4 separate regions of the Mus musculus genome follow, and all the other regions are linked to region 1. The links are chromatin contacts, called in public promoter capture Hi-C maps. All regions are on one chromosome and are shown on one strand. Each heading gives the region's core, a stretch centred on a gene start, on an enhancer-like site or on the middle of the called end of the contact. The rest is flanking DNA. Distances are from core to core; before and after follow the strand shown. Region 1 holds the start of Gria4 (glutamate receptor, ionotropic, AMPA4 (alpha 4)). Region 2 has its middle 180 kb from the start of Casp12. Region 3 has its middle 110 kb from the start of Casp12. Region 4 holds the start of Casp12 (caspase 12).

Region 1 (2,817 bases), core at 149-2,648:
AAGTGGGTTAAAAAAAACAAACAAACAAACAAAAACGAACACAAAATAAAACTCGGCATTTCCTCTTGTTCTACGAAAACGAGATTAAAAGAAAACGAGTATAAAATGCAATCAAAGTCCATGAAGGTTTGATTGTTTGTTTGTTTATTGTTTTCTCCTTCCTCAACTTCTTTCATTCCTACTTTAACCTACTGTAGAGCAAGAAGGAACTTGAATCAGGGTTGGGTGTGCTAGCCTGAACTTGCACCCAGAAGGTCTGTTTGAAAAGGGAAAGCTCCTCCATAGAATTCCTTATCTGCAACTCATTTACCTCACATCAGCTACATGCACCTCTTCCCCAGTTCTTCTTACCTATTTGAACGCTGCTCGGAAAGGCTCCCATGGCGAGTCCCCAAAATCCAGAAAACAACAAGACAATCTGCCTGCAAATAATCCTCATCTTCTTTGCTCCTCTCCCTGGTGCGCGCTCTCCTCTCTTTCTCTCACTCTTGCTAAATGATTTTCAGAGAGGCATTGAAGATGATGGCGCTAAAATTCAAAGAGAGAGAGAGAGAGAGAGAGAGAGAGAGAGAGAGAGAGAGAGAGAGAGAGAGAGAGAGAGAGAGAGAGAGAAGAAAAGGTTTGGGTGCTTTTAGGTTATGACAGCTTTCCCTCAACAATCCATCCCCAGCTGCCAGATGTTTCCCGCAGTCTCCATAGCCCTGGGGGAGGTTTTCTGTCCTGCTGATAATGTTCATGCAGAAGATGGTGGTGGCCAGTCTAGCTGCTGCTCTGCTCACAGAGATGAGACATGCGCTCTGTCTGTGGCTCCCTTGCGCTCCCTTGCTCACATCCACACGGTTGCGGGCGCCACACGCGCTCTGCAGCTCACAGCCGACCCCCGCCCGGGCTACAGCATCCCTGAGCGCCTCCAGTGCCTCGGTACCGGAGCGCGCACTCCCACCACGGCCCCTCACCCCTTGCCCCTTGCTCCTCGCCTCCCATTCCCTTTCCCCCAGCCTGTACTCACCAGATCGCCCAGGTCTTCAGGGAGGCTCTGGAGCGAGTCTTCAGGCTGGGGTTTTGGCGTACAGTCTCCAGTATCTGATCCCCTTCCTCCTACCTTCCGCGCGTTTGCCGAGGAACCGGCTCTGGAGGTGGGGGCCCCTCTTCAGAACCAGTGTTTTTCTTTTTATGCCCTCCAAGTCGCCTTTGGATTCTTGGTTGAGCTTGGCAGGAAACTACCCCGGGGGGCCGGGTATGCCAGCCCGGATCCCGGGCTGGGGGGTTGGAGAGGAAGTTAGCACCTCCCCATGGTCTCAGTCCCCTGCAGCATCCTTGCAGGCTCGCGGGAGGACAAGCTGCCTCCCGGCTCCCAGCCCTTTCCTCTCAGCCTTGCCCAGCCTAGTCCGCTTCTGCTATTGGGTTGCGCGCCCGCGCGAGCGAGCGAGCGCGCGCACGCGAGGGGAGACTTCCTTGCTGCAACTGCAGCAAAGATTTCTCACCAGCAAACAACCAGGGGAATCTGCAAAGCCCTTGATGCGGATGGATGCGGTAAAGGTACTCAGAGAAGGAGAGGAGCGAGGAGGGGGACAAGGCAGCCCCGAGGTGATGAGGCTGGGGTCTAGAAGGGAAGAATTGGAGGAGGTAGGAGGTAAGGGTAGTGAAAGTCAGAGAAGTTTACAGGATAGAAAAGGGAGGTGTGTGTGAGGGGGTGGGCAAGGGAGGAAGAGGAGACCAGAGGGGTGGTGGTGGTTAGCAAGACACACTCAGAGACCTCTAGTATGTTCTTTAAAGGGCACTAGGCAGAATTAGGAATTAACATTGAGAAGTATAAATTAAGAAAACTACTTAAAGGCTGCAGTTCATTTCTATTCAGTGATTTACCCAAAAGGATGCTTTCCTGCATTTTGTGTGTGTGTGTGTGTGTGTGTGTGTGTGTGTGTGTCGTGGTGAGTGTATTGTGTGTGTTGTTGTGTATGTGTTCTCCATACACATCTCCTTTGCTTGGGGTTTGGAAAACTCATTCTACTTACAGTCACCTCCAAGAAGGCATGGCTTTTGCAGATGAAGTCAGCAAGTTAGTTTGAGTTTGTATAAGAAAGTAGAAAGGAATTAAGCTAGGATTTTAGGAATATTGTCACTTTGTTCACAGAGTCACCTTTAAAGCTGTCATTTCACTCGCTGTCGTTTTATGGGAAGAGGCTGGGACACCTCCAAAGGAGGTGATTGCAGTACCTGTAGACAATATGGAAGATAGCTTTCTAATATCCCAATACAAAATAATATGTCCTAAGGAGAAATGACAGTAACCTAGGTCTTCAATGATATAGTTTAAAGTCCAGGAGGGAAGCCTAGGAGAACTCAACCCTACTCAAAAACTATAGACAACTGAGGAGAACTGGGAGTGGGGGAGATTGTCTTCCACAGAATAACAAACCAATTGGTAGTCCTTGGGCAAACAGTTCACTCACATACAAGTAATATTTCATGGACTTAGCAAGTTTATATTTAGAATGAATATATATATATATGAATATATATATATATATTCATGTGATATATATTATCACATGAACAATTGAAAAAGAGGCCATAGATTTTAAGATGAGTAGGGAGGGGTTTAGAGTATGGGAGGATTTGGAGGGAGGCAATGAAAGGGAGAATTGTAGTAATTCAATTACACTCTCATAAACAAACAAAAAGAAGTTAGTGAAAATGGAATAGCACCTCTTATCACATTTTTAAAAGAATAAAGCAAGTGCCTGAGTGTGTCTGATAAAATGTGTAAAGGGGAAGCTGATGACGTATATCAAATTGCAGCAAGAATTTACCTGG
Region 2 (2,817 bases), core at 217-2,716, 730 kb after region 1:
AAAAAGCAGAGAGAAATTTCAGAAGTGCCTTGCTTTGTTCTCTCTGAGCTTTACAGCAGTACTACTCTGCCCCTTTTGTGTCTTGTCTAATGTCTGGTGCACCAATCTGTTCACGTGTTCAATTCATGTATGTTCGTGTCTAATCTGTATGAATGAATGTTCTATGTTTTATGTTGGATAATAAAGATGACATAAAAACTTTATCTGCAAAGCCAAGAGCTGCCACGTGCTTCAACCAGGAATCAGACACATGGCAGGAGGGTCCCTGCTAGGAAAAATGGGTGAGTCTACAGCCTCTTAGTTTCAGGGGAAAAAAGCTGATAAATGGTTCGTGATTAATGTGATTGACAAATGTTAAGGTACCTTTATTCTATGATTGTAGCTAGAAAAATTAATATTCTCTGATTGGTCTAAATGTAACTGCTTCATTTGGTTCCTTTTTGTTGGTAATATGCTTTGTGTGTTTTCACAATCAGCTCATAAGTTGTTGGTTAAGATTAATAATTGTTACATTGCTACAGATGGTTAGTCTTAAAATTGATAACTCAAGTTTAGAGTCCTTCGGACACGTGGCATAAAGCAGGCCAAGAGGCTGGGTCTCTAAAGATATTTCTAGTTTAAATAATAATTAATGTGGTTCCTATCCTAAAAAGTAAAATTAAAGATAAGATTTAAAGCAATGTCTCTTTATTAAAGCATTAAAGCTTACATGTATTCATAGGTATTAATTGGCAGCCAAACTTCGTAATATGATAGTAATACTTCTAATATTGATTCTATAAGTAATAAATTATCTTGAAATTGGGTTTTACTTTCCCAAAGTTAATGTTGTGAAAGAAACTTAATAATTCTTTAGAGATCTAGCCAGACGCTGTTTTAATGAAGTTCAAATTCACAGTTTATAGTCAATCAGTCCATAAAATTTATCAAGGCATTTCAATCTGCTTTGCCTACCTTTTATATAGTTATATTGAATCCAAAAGTTTGTTTCTTTTTCTCTCTCCTTGCATCTTAATGATTGTAAAGGTTTTGCTTCTAGTGAGTTTGTAATAACTAAAATATTTTGCCTCTAATATGGCTAAATATTGATCTACATTATGTAAGAAATTTTTATTATTTCTGCTTCTATGCAAGAAGCCAAAAGTTTTAATCTTTCAATGTATATTGTTTTCTAAGTAGAAAGTATTTTATTAGCTAATGCCTCTCAAGGGAAGTTTACTTAAAACCTTAACTAACCCTAGGCAGAGCCACTTTATCCTTACTGTAAACATTTATCTGGCTCCAGTTAATCCTTTTGAAGTCATTCCTTTATTTCATGTCAGGTAACTTCTAGTATTTTGCCTGCTGTAACTTCCTACTCCCTTTTATTATCTGTATTCTTTGGCTCCAGCATCTGCTGGAGGCTGCAGGATGGGCCTTTGGGCACATAGTTTTCCCTGGGTGTGTTAATGTGAGAAGCAGCCAAAACGCGAGTGGCCTTGTAGCCAACTCAGAGGGAGGGGCCTTGCCTGCCATTGCCCCATAGTCTCTGCCCGTCTCCGCTGGAATAGCCACATTTTTCCAGCTAAGGCCCGGGGTGCTCTGCCACCCTTGTTTGAGTTTTCTAGCCTGAGAAAAAGGCCGAGGTGGCGGAAGTGGCTGTGGCAACAAGGCCAGTTCTGCCCCAGTGCCAGGACCGGAGCTGACTCTTGACATAGTGGCGAGTCAGGCGCACACCGCCTTCTCCATTTCAAAATTACAGGGCTCAATAGCAAGTTAAAATCCAGGGCGTCAGGCGGCCAGATCTAAAGAGGACTTAGAGCAAACGCCCCCCCAAGTACCCTGTGAGTGTCTGGTCCTAGACCACAAAGCCATGACAAGGCAGGTGGGGGGGGGGCAGGTAGCACCCACCTCAAAACACAGTTTCATCATCCTATTAAAACCACTGTGATAAAAAGATTGTAAAGTATATTCGTGTATTTTAGAAAACCTTTAACAAAAATTGTGTCTTAAAAACCTAAGTGTCTGTTCCTTGTTCCAAACAGCAATTAATTTGGTTATTAGAAAATATTAATAATTGACCTATTACATACCATCTTTTTAAATAGATTAATAATCAATATCCCAAATATAAGTTAAAATTGTTTTTATACATGCTTTCATATCTTCTATAAATTCATGCATGCATATATCCCAATTATTGTGTTTAATAACAACTCCAATATGAGACGTAAGTAAATGTAAATTAGATCACATGCTTAGTCTCTTAAGTTTCCCCCATTTCAGCACAAATAATCTAGTTGTGTGCTGTAGATGGTGTTTTTAATTGCTGAACAATCAAACCTTAATTTGTATAGTCAATGTTATATCTCAGAGCTCACAATTGCTTAAGATTGTTCATCCCTCAGATGCTATTAATTCTCAAATTTGCAATGGCTTATGCATATACAACTCATAGAAAAAAATGCTGTCCTTTTAAGAAGGCGGTTTTTAGACATTTATTAAATTTTCCTAATTGCCTGGACATTTTTAAAACAGTGCCAGGATAAATTTATATCTCAGACAGTCTATAGGCCGTCCATATAAAATAGGTTAGATATATAACCTCGTTCTTTATTCATAACAGTTATGGTTTAGAGATAATATTTTAGTATTCTTACAAATTGTGCATGTATAATTCCTTTTAGTGTCCTCAGTTACTACTTGTTTCCACATAATAGTGTTAATTCTTGAGGACTTTTACTTAATAATTTGCTACAAATAAATGCTCTTATTTCTAGTTAATAAATAAATGAATTATGCACATGTGACTCTTTAAAACTTTTCAAGCTTTCTAGT
Region 3 (2,817 bases), core at 162-2,661, 660 kb after region 1:
GTGTTAATTGTGATATGTCTGTCTGCCTTTTTTTGTTATATGACCTCTGTGCTTTGCCACCCCCCATTTTATTGAATATTTTATTTATTTACACTTCAAATATTATCCCATCTCCCAGTTTCCCCTCTGTAAGCTCCCTATCCCATTCACCCTCCACCTGCTTCTGTGAGGTTGCTCCCCACCCATTCAATCACTCCCTCCTCCCCACTCTGGCATTCCCCTACACTGGGGTATCCAGCATTCACAGGACCAAGGGCCTCTCCTACCATTGATGTTTGACAAGGCCATCCTATATTACATATGTGGCTGGAGCCATGGGTCACTCCATGTATACTCTTTGGTTGGTAGCTTAGTCCCTGGGAGCCCTTGGGGGTCTAGTTTGTTGATATTGTTGTTCTGCCTATGAGTTGCAAACCCCTTCAGCGCCTTCAGTCCTTTTTCTCACTCCTCCAGTGGACACTGCTCAGTCCATTGGTTGGTTTCAAGCATCTGCCTCTGTATTTGTCAGGCTCTGGCAGAGCCTTTTAGGAGATAGTTATATCAGGCTCCTTCCAGCAAGTACTTCTTGGCATCTGCAATAGTGTCTGGGTTTGGTGTCTGTATATAGGATGAATCCCCAGGTGGGGCAGTCTCTGGATGGTCTTCCCTTCAGTCTCTGTTCCATACTTTGTGTCCATATTTCCTCACATTAATATTTTGTTCCTCATTCTAATAAGGTCTGAGGCATCATCACTTTTTTCTTGTTCTTGAGCTTCATGTGGTCTGTGAACTGTGTCTTGGGTATTCTGAACTTTAGGGCTAATATTAATTTATCAGTGAGTGCATACCATGTGTACCATCTCAAGATGATATTTTCTAGTTCCTTCAATTTGCCTAAGAATTTCATGAAATCATTGTTTTTAATAGCTGAGCAGTACTCTGATGTGAGAAATAATAAAAATAAACCTGCACATTCCCGCGCTTGAGTCCAGCAACACTCTGCCCTGGTGGCCTGGCAGGCTATGCACTGGAGGGCAATAGCCAACCTGTTTTTATCTTGTGGAGACTCTCGGGCCCTGAGTTTCCAAAAGGCCTCCAACCAGCTCACTACATTCCCAATGGTGGGCCATTACCACACCAACCCTGTGCTTCAAATCCCTCCTGGCCTTTGTGGTGCACTTCAGGAAAACTCACACTTTGCAGAAGTACCTTTTCTCTATTGAACCCAGAAGAGCGGCTGTGTGAAGGAAAACACAACACAAACTTAGGTCAGAAACTGTGATAACTCAGTCGATGGGTGCAGCAACTAAAATCCTAATCTTGTAAGTATTATTAAATCTAAAGCTTCAGTGGCAAATCCAGGCAGATCTGCCATTGAAATCAGGAGACACTTGAAGCTACATCTTGCCCAGTGATTGGACCCTTTATTCATTAGGGGATGGTTCCCAAGAAGGCACCTAAGGGCATGACTCATTCCTTATTTGCAGCCCCTAGCAGGAGACAGGAATTTGCATCAAAATACAAGCAACCCCAGGGCTATCCATTGACCCGTCCAGCAGGTCCAGTTATTCGAGGATCTCGAGGGGACCTCCTCCTAATAACCAAATGGGGGGTAGAGAGAGACGAGGGTCTTGTACGAATAACGACACGGAAACCGTTCTGAAGTTGTATCAAGACCCCAATGTATTGAGAAAGGTCCAAGGTTTAAATGCACAAGCAAAGAGGGAAGTACAGATACTTATCAGTGGGAGGGGTAGGGCAATACAAGCAAAAGGAGAAGTATTTATCAGTGGGAGGGGGGCAATAGAAATTCTTTCTTTTGACAGCTACACGGGGAAGCAGGAACTTGGTGGTGTCAGGGTGTGGTCAGGAGATGACCCAGGGCTGGAACATCCCGTAGTTCTCGGAATCCATGTGTCCGTGGCCCGCTTTTGACCCCTTTTTTTCTTCTCGGGGGGAGAGGCCCAATTCAGAGATCAGGACAATAGCGTTGCCTAAATGGCTCCCAACAATCCATCACAGTACTCCATTGTGTAAATGCACCACATTTTCTGTATCCATTCTGCTGTTGAAAGACAACTCTGTTTTTTCCAGCTTCTTGCTATTATAAATAAAGCTGCTATGTACATAGTGTAGTAGGTGTCCTTGTTATATGTTGTAGCATCTTTTGGGTGCATGTCCAGGAGTGGTATAGCTGGGTCCTCCGGTAATACTATGTTCAATTGTCTGAGGAACTGCCAGATTGATTTCCAGAGTGCTTGTACCAGCTTGCAATCCCACCAACAATGGAGGAGCGTTCCTCTTTTTTCACATCCTGGCCAGCACCTGTAGTCATCTAAGTTTTGACCTTAGTCATTCTGACTAGTGTGAGGTAGAATCTCAGGATTGTTTGGATTTGCATTTCCCTAATGACTAAGCATGTTGATTTCTTTAGATGCTTCACAGCCATTAGATATTCCTCAGTTGAGAATTCTTTATTTATGTACCCCGTTTTTTAATAGGGTTATTTGGTTCTCTAGAGTCTAACTTCTTGAATTCTTTATAAATATTGGATGTTAGCCCTCTATTGGACATAAGGTTGGCAAAGATCTTTACTGAATCTGCTGGTTGCCATTTTTTCCTATTGACAGTGTCCTTTGCCTTACAGAACCTTTTCAATTTTATGAGGTCCCATTTGTCTATTATTGACTTTAGGGCAAAAGTCATTGGTGTTCTGTTCAGTAAAATATCCTCTGTGCCCATGTGTTCGAGGTTCTTCCCTACTTTATTTTCTATTAGTTTCAGTTTATCTGGTTTTATGTGGATGTCCTTAATCCACTTGAACTTCAACTTTGTATA
Region 4 (2,817 bases), core at 200-2,699, 550 kb after region 1:
TCAAAGTTATAGCCTACCACACTTGATAGTTCTCAACTTATCAGCCTATATATTTTCACTATAGTGTTTTCAAGGAGCAAGTTGACTGATTTCTAATACAATTGTCTGACAGTGGCACTGTGGTAGCATTTTGATGGTACTAAGGGAGTCCTGTGTTGTCCTTAAGGCAAGAATGATTCTGAGGAAGATTCTGGAGACGACATACTACAGGGGGGTGGGAAGCAGAAAGCGGGCCTACATGTGCTTCCGCTTGTACTGAGGTCCTGAAGAGGTAAAAAAACAGAAAAGGAGAATTACAACTGAGTGACTACATTCTGCTTCCTCTTCTGCCAAGAAGTGAGGACACTCTCTTTCTCTTGCTGTCAACAAATTTTCTACATGGACTTTCAGATTTCCAAGCTGGAAAAGTCTTTCCGGCTTAGTGAAGACAGGCCTGAAAGTGTACCAAGTTCTTTGAAGGTGAGGTGTTATTCACTCCAATTAACTCCTGTGGGCAGTAAGGCAAAGAAGGCTACTACAAGAAGACAAATGGACGAAGTCAACAGCATTAGAATTGTATTAAGTATTGTATGAGGAATATGAACAATTCAGAAAGAAAGCCTCTACTATGCAGCATCCTGAACCATGAAACTAAAGTATAAAACGGCATTTTTTTATTTTTATTTTTTATTTTTGGTTTTTCGAGACAGGGTTTCTCTGTGTAGCCCTGGCTGTCATGGAACTCACTCTGTAGACCAGGCTGGCCTCAAACTCAGAGATCCACCTGTCTCTGCCTCCCAAGTGCTGGGATTAAAGTTGTGTGCCACCACTGCCCAGCTATAAAACAGCATTCTTTCCCATTTTATAAACATTCTTTCCCACTTTATAAACATTTCCCTTATTTAACTTTTACAGCCATTATTTATCCATAAATTTCCAAAAGTTAGAGAAAATGACTGTCCTGTGCATTTAACATACCACAGTGTACACTGGTGTCTCCAGATTAATAATATCTAAAATTAACAAATAAACCTGCTGACTCAGAAATAGAAACAAGATGACGTACCTGGGTTTTGAATTGGTGGTACCAGCATCAAGGTTTGGCATCTTAGTCAGCATCTCCTTTAGCTGAAGCTCTGCGAATTGACACATTCTGGGTTGATCAAGTGTCACGGTCTCATGGTCTCATGGTGTCTTGTATGTAAAGGACCATAGAGATGCTAAGAAAAACAACTCAGAGTGCATTTTGAAATTGTGCTAATGATAGACTAGATTGAGAATGAATTGTGCATGAATATACATTTTCAGCCAATAAACTTTGTAAAGTCAAGAGAAACTCTGCTTATAATAGCAGAGCCCTGGTTGACTTTCTGGGAAAAGAGCAGGAGAATTTGGCAAGCGGGTGTTTTCAGTGACACAGCACCATTGGTATGTTTCTGGGAAGGAAAGGCACACTGTTTCTCAGATTGCTTTCGGTTTTGATGCTTTTTATGTCCAGGAGTCCTGCACAGCCATGGCGGGTGAGTCCTTTCTTTGTTTATGCTTGTGTTGAGGGAGTTACATATGGATTTCTGAGAGAAGAGATAACAATGCTTCATCAAAGCAGAGCTGTTTGTAAGTTGAGGGGAGGGAGGCTATGGTAGCACATGTTGAAGCAGAGTGCGTGCAGATACTCTCAAAGGCATTTATCCTCAGCATTTACAGCTGTGGGAAAGAAAGGAAAATGAATCTCTCTAGACCCCTCCTTTTAGTATTTTCCTGTGTTTTAAGTATTGCCTTTGACTCACTGACTAGAGGTTTTCTCCAGCTCTCTGGGTGTTTTGTTCTGAGGATGAGAAACTTTACTACTGAACAAAACCTTGCATTTTCTCTATCTTTCTGCTCTGTATCTGAACTACTTTTCAGCAGCAAGCCAGGCAGCTAGTTTGATTTCTCTATTTCTACACAGAGCTCTCTAGGACCACTGGCAGTATAAACAAAATGTGGGACAATATAGCTGTAATGTGTTCACGTTATACTATGCTGTGTATGGAATAAAATATCCTTTTAAGATATTTACAAAAATGAGCAAAAGTGGAAGGGTCATGAGTGATCTGCAGAAATGTCAGACATCAGGTATCTATGGCTGAATCGCCTGATGAAGTTGTTTCTCTTCTCCCCACTTATGTTTCCTCCTGTACAAACTTGATATGTGTTGGGCAATATAAATGCTTCTGTGGGTTCATAGACAAATTGTCACTCAACTGTCACCTGATTAATTATATTATAATCTCAAAAATGAAGGACAGCCATTTATAAAAAGGAAAGGCCATGGGTCCCATCCTTAGGCAGTGAGTATAATTCCCAAGAAAGCCTTACAGGCAGTCCTGTTTATTTATCTATGTGGGCGATTCTTGTCTGTATTTGAATTTGAAAGCTGGTAGTGCAGAAACATATTTAAATACCTTTCCATGTCTAAATGATATTATTTTTACAGCCAGGAGGACACATGAAAGAGATCCAATCTACAAGATCAAAGGTTTGGCCAAGGACATGCTGGATGGGGTTTTTGATGACCTGGTGGAGAAGAATGTTTTAAATGGAGATGAGTTACTCAAAATAGGGGAAAGTGCGAGTTTCATCCTGAACAAGGCTGAGAATCTGGTTGAGAACTTCTTAGAGAAAACAGACATGGCAGGAAAAATATTTGCTGGCCACATTGCCAATTCCCAGGAACAGCTGAGTTTACGTGAGTAGTTCTGGCCAAAATGCCATCAGCTCCTTTTTTTCTACTTCCTACAAAACTTCTGTGTTTACTTCTGTTCTTAAGGAAATCTGACCTCCCCATATCCCTTAGAC

The links. Promoter capture Hi-C pulls out the DNA fragments that hold promoters and counts their contacts.
Region 2: a promoter capture Hi-C map of stem cell-derived epiblast-like cells shows a contact between it and region 1, with 3 times the contacts expected there. The contact joins the enhancer-like site here to the promoter of Gria4 in region 1. A contact is called at or near these places in 5 of 39 promoter capture datasets (the 3T3-L1 cell line, liver, pre-B cells and 1 more) and 1 of 9 other capture datasets (liver).
Region 3: a promoter capture Hi-C map of embryonic stem cells shows a contact between it and region 1, with 2.5 times the contacts expected there. The contact joins the enhancer-like site here to the promoter of Gria4 in region 1. A contact is called at or near these places in 7 of 39 promoter capture datasets (the 3T3-L1 cell line, embryonic stem cells, hippocampal neurons and 3 more) and 1 of 115 datasets of contacts at active chromatin or transcription factors (neural progenitor cells).
Region 4: a contact with region 1 is called in a promoter capture Hi-C map of second pharyngeal arch cranial neural crest. The contact joins the promoter of Casp12 here to the promoter of Gria4 in region 1. A contact is called at or near these places in 8 of 39 promoter capture datasets (the 3T3-L1 cell line, cranial neural crest, embryonic stem cells and 3 more), 2 of 484 Hi-C or Micro-C datasets (both in uterus) and 1 of 115 datasets of contacts at active chromatin or transcription factors (stem cell-derived neural progenitor cells).

The regions. Positions count from the first base shown.
Region 1 is chr9:4,794,836-4,797,652 of GRCm38.p6, forward strand. It overlaps Gria4 (glutamate receptor, ionotropic, AMPA4 (alpha 4)), which reads right to left and starts at 1,399. Exons shown (of 17, transcript NM_019691.5): 1 at 1,010-1,399; 2 at 352-528. The coding sequence starts at 439. Gm46100 (predicted gene, 46100) reads left to right here and starts at 1,469. Exons shown (of 2, transcript NR_165471.1): 1 at 1,469-1,539.
Region 2 is chr9:5,527,760-5,530,576 of GRCm38.p6, forward strand. No RefSeq gene overlaps it. Among named protein-coding and RNA genes, the nearest start is that of Casp12, 180 kb to the left of the region's middle. Within about 2 kb of position 1,467, at least 2 of the 459 cell types and tissues checked have an H3K27ac peak or open chromatin away from gene starts, as enhancers often do. A contact at or near this core is called in stem cell-derived epiblast-like cells, where this site is marked.
Region 3 is chr9:5,458,655-5,461,471 of GRCm38.p6, forward strand. No RefSeq gene overlaps it. Among named protein-coding and RNA genes, the nearest start is that of Casp12, 110 kb to the left of the region's middle. Within about 2 kb of position 1,412, at least 7 of the 459 cell types and tissues checked have an H3K27ac peak or open chromatin away from gene starts, as enhancers often do. A contact at or near this core is called in embryonic stem cells, where this site is marked.
Region 4 is chr9:5,344,027-5,346,843 of GRCm38.p6, forward strand. Casp12 (caspase 12) reads left to right here and starts at 1,450. Exons shown (of 11, transcript NM_009808.4): 1 at 1,450-1,499; 2 at 2,456-2,707. The coding sequence starts at 1,493.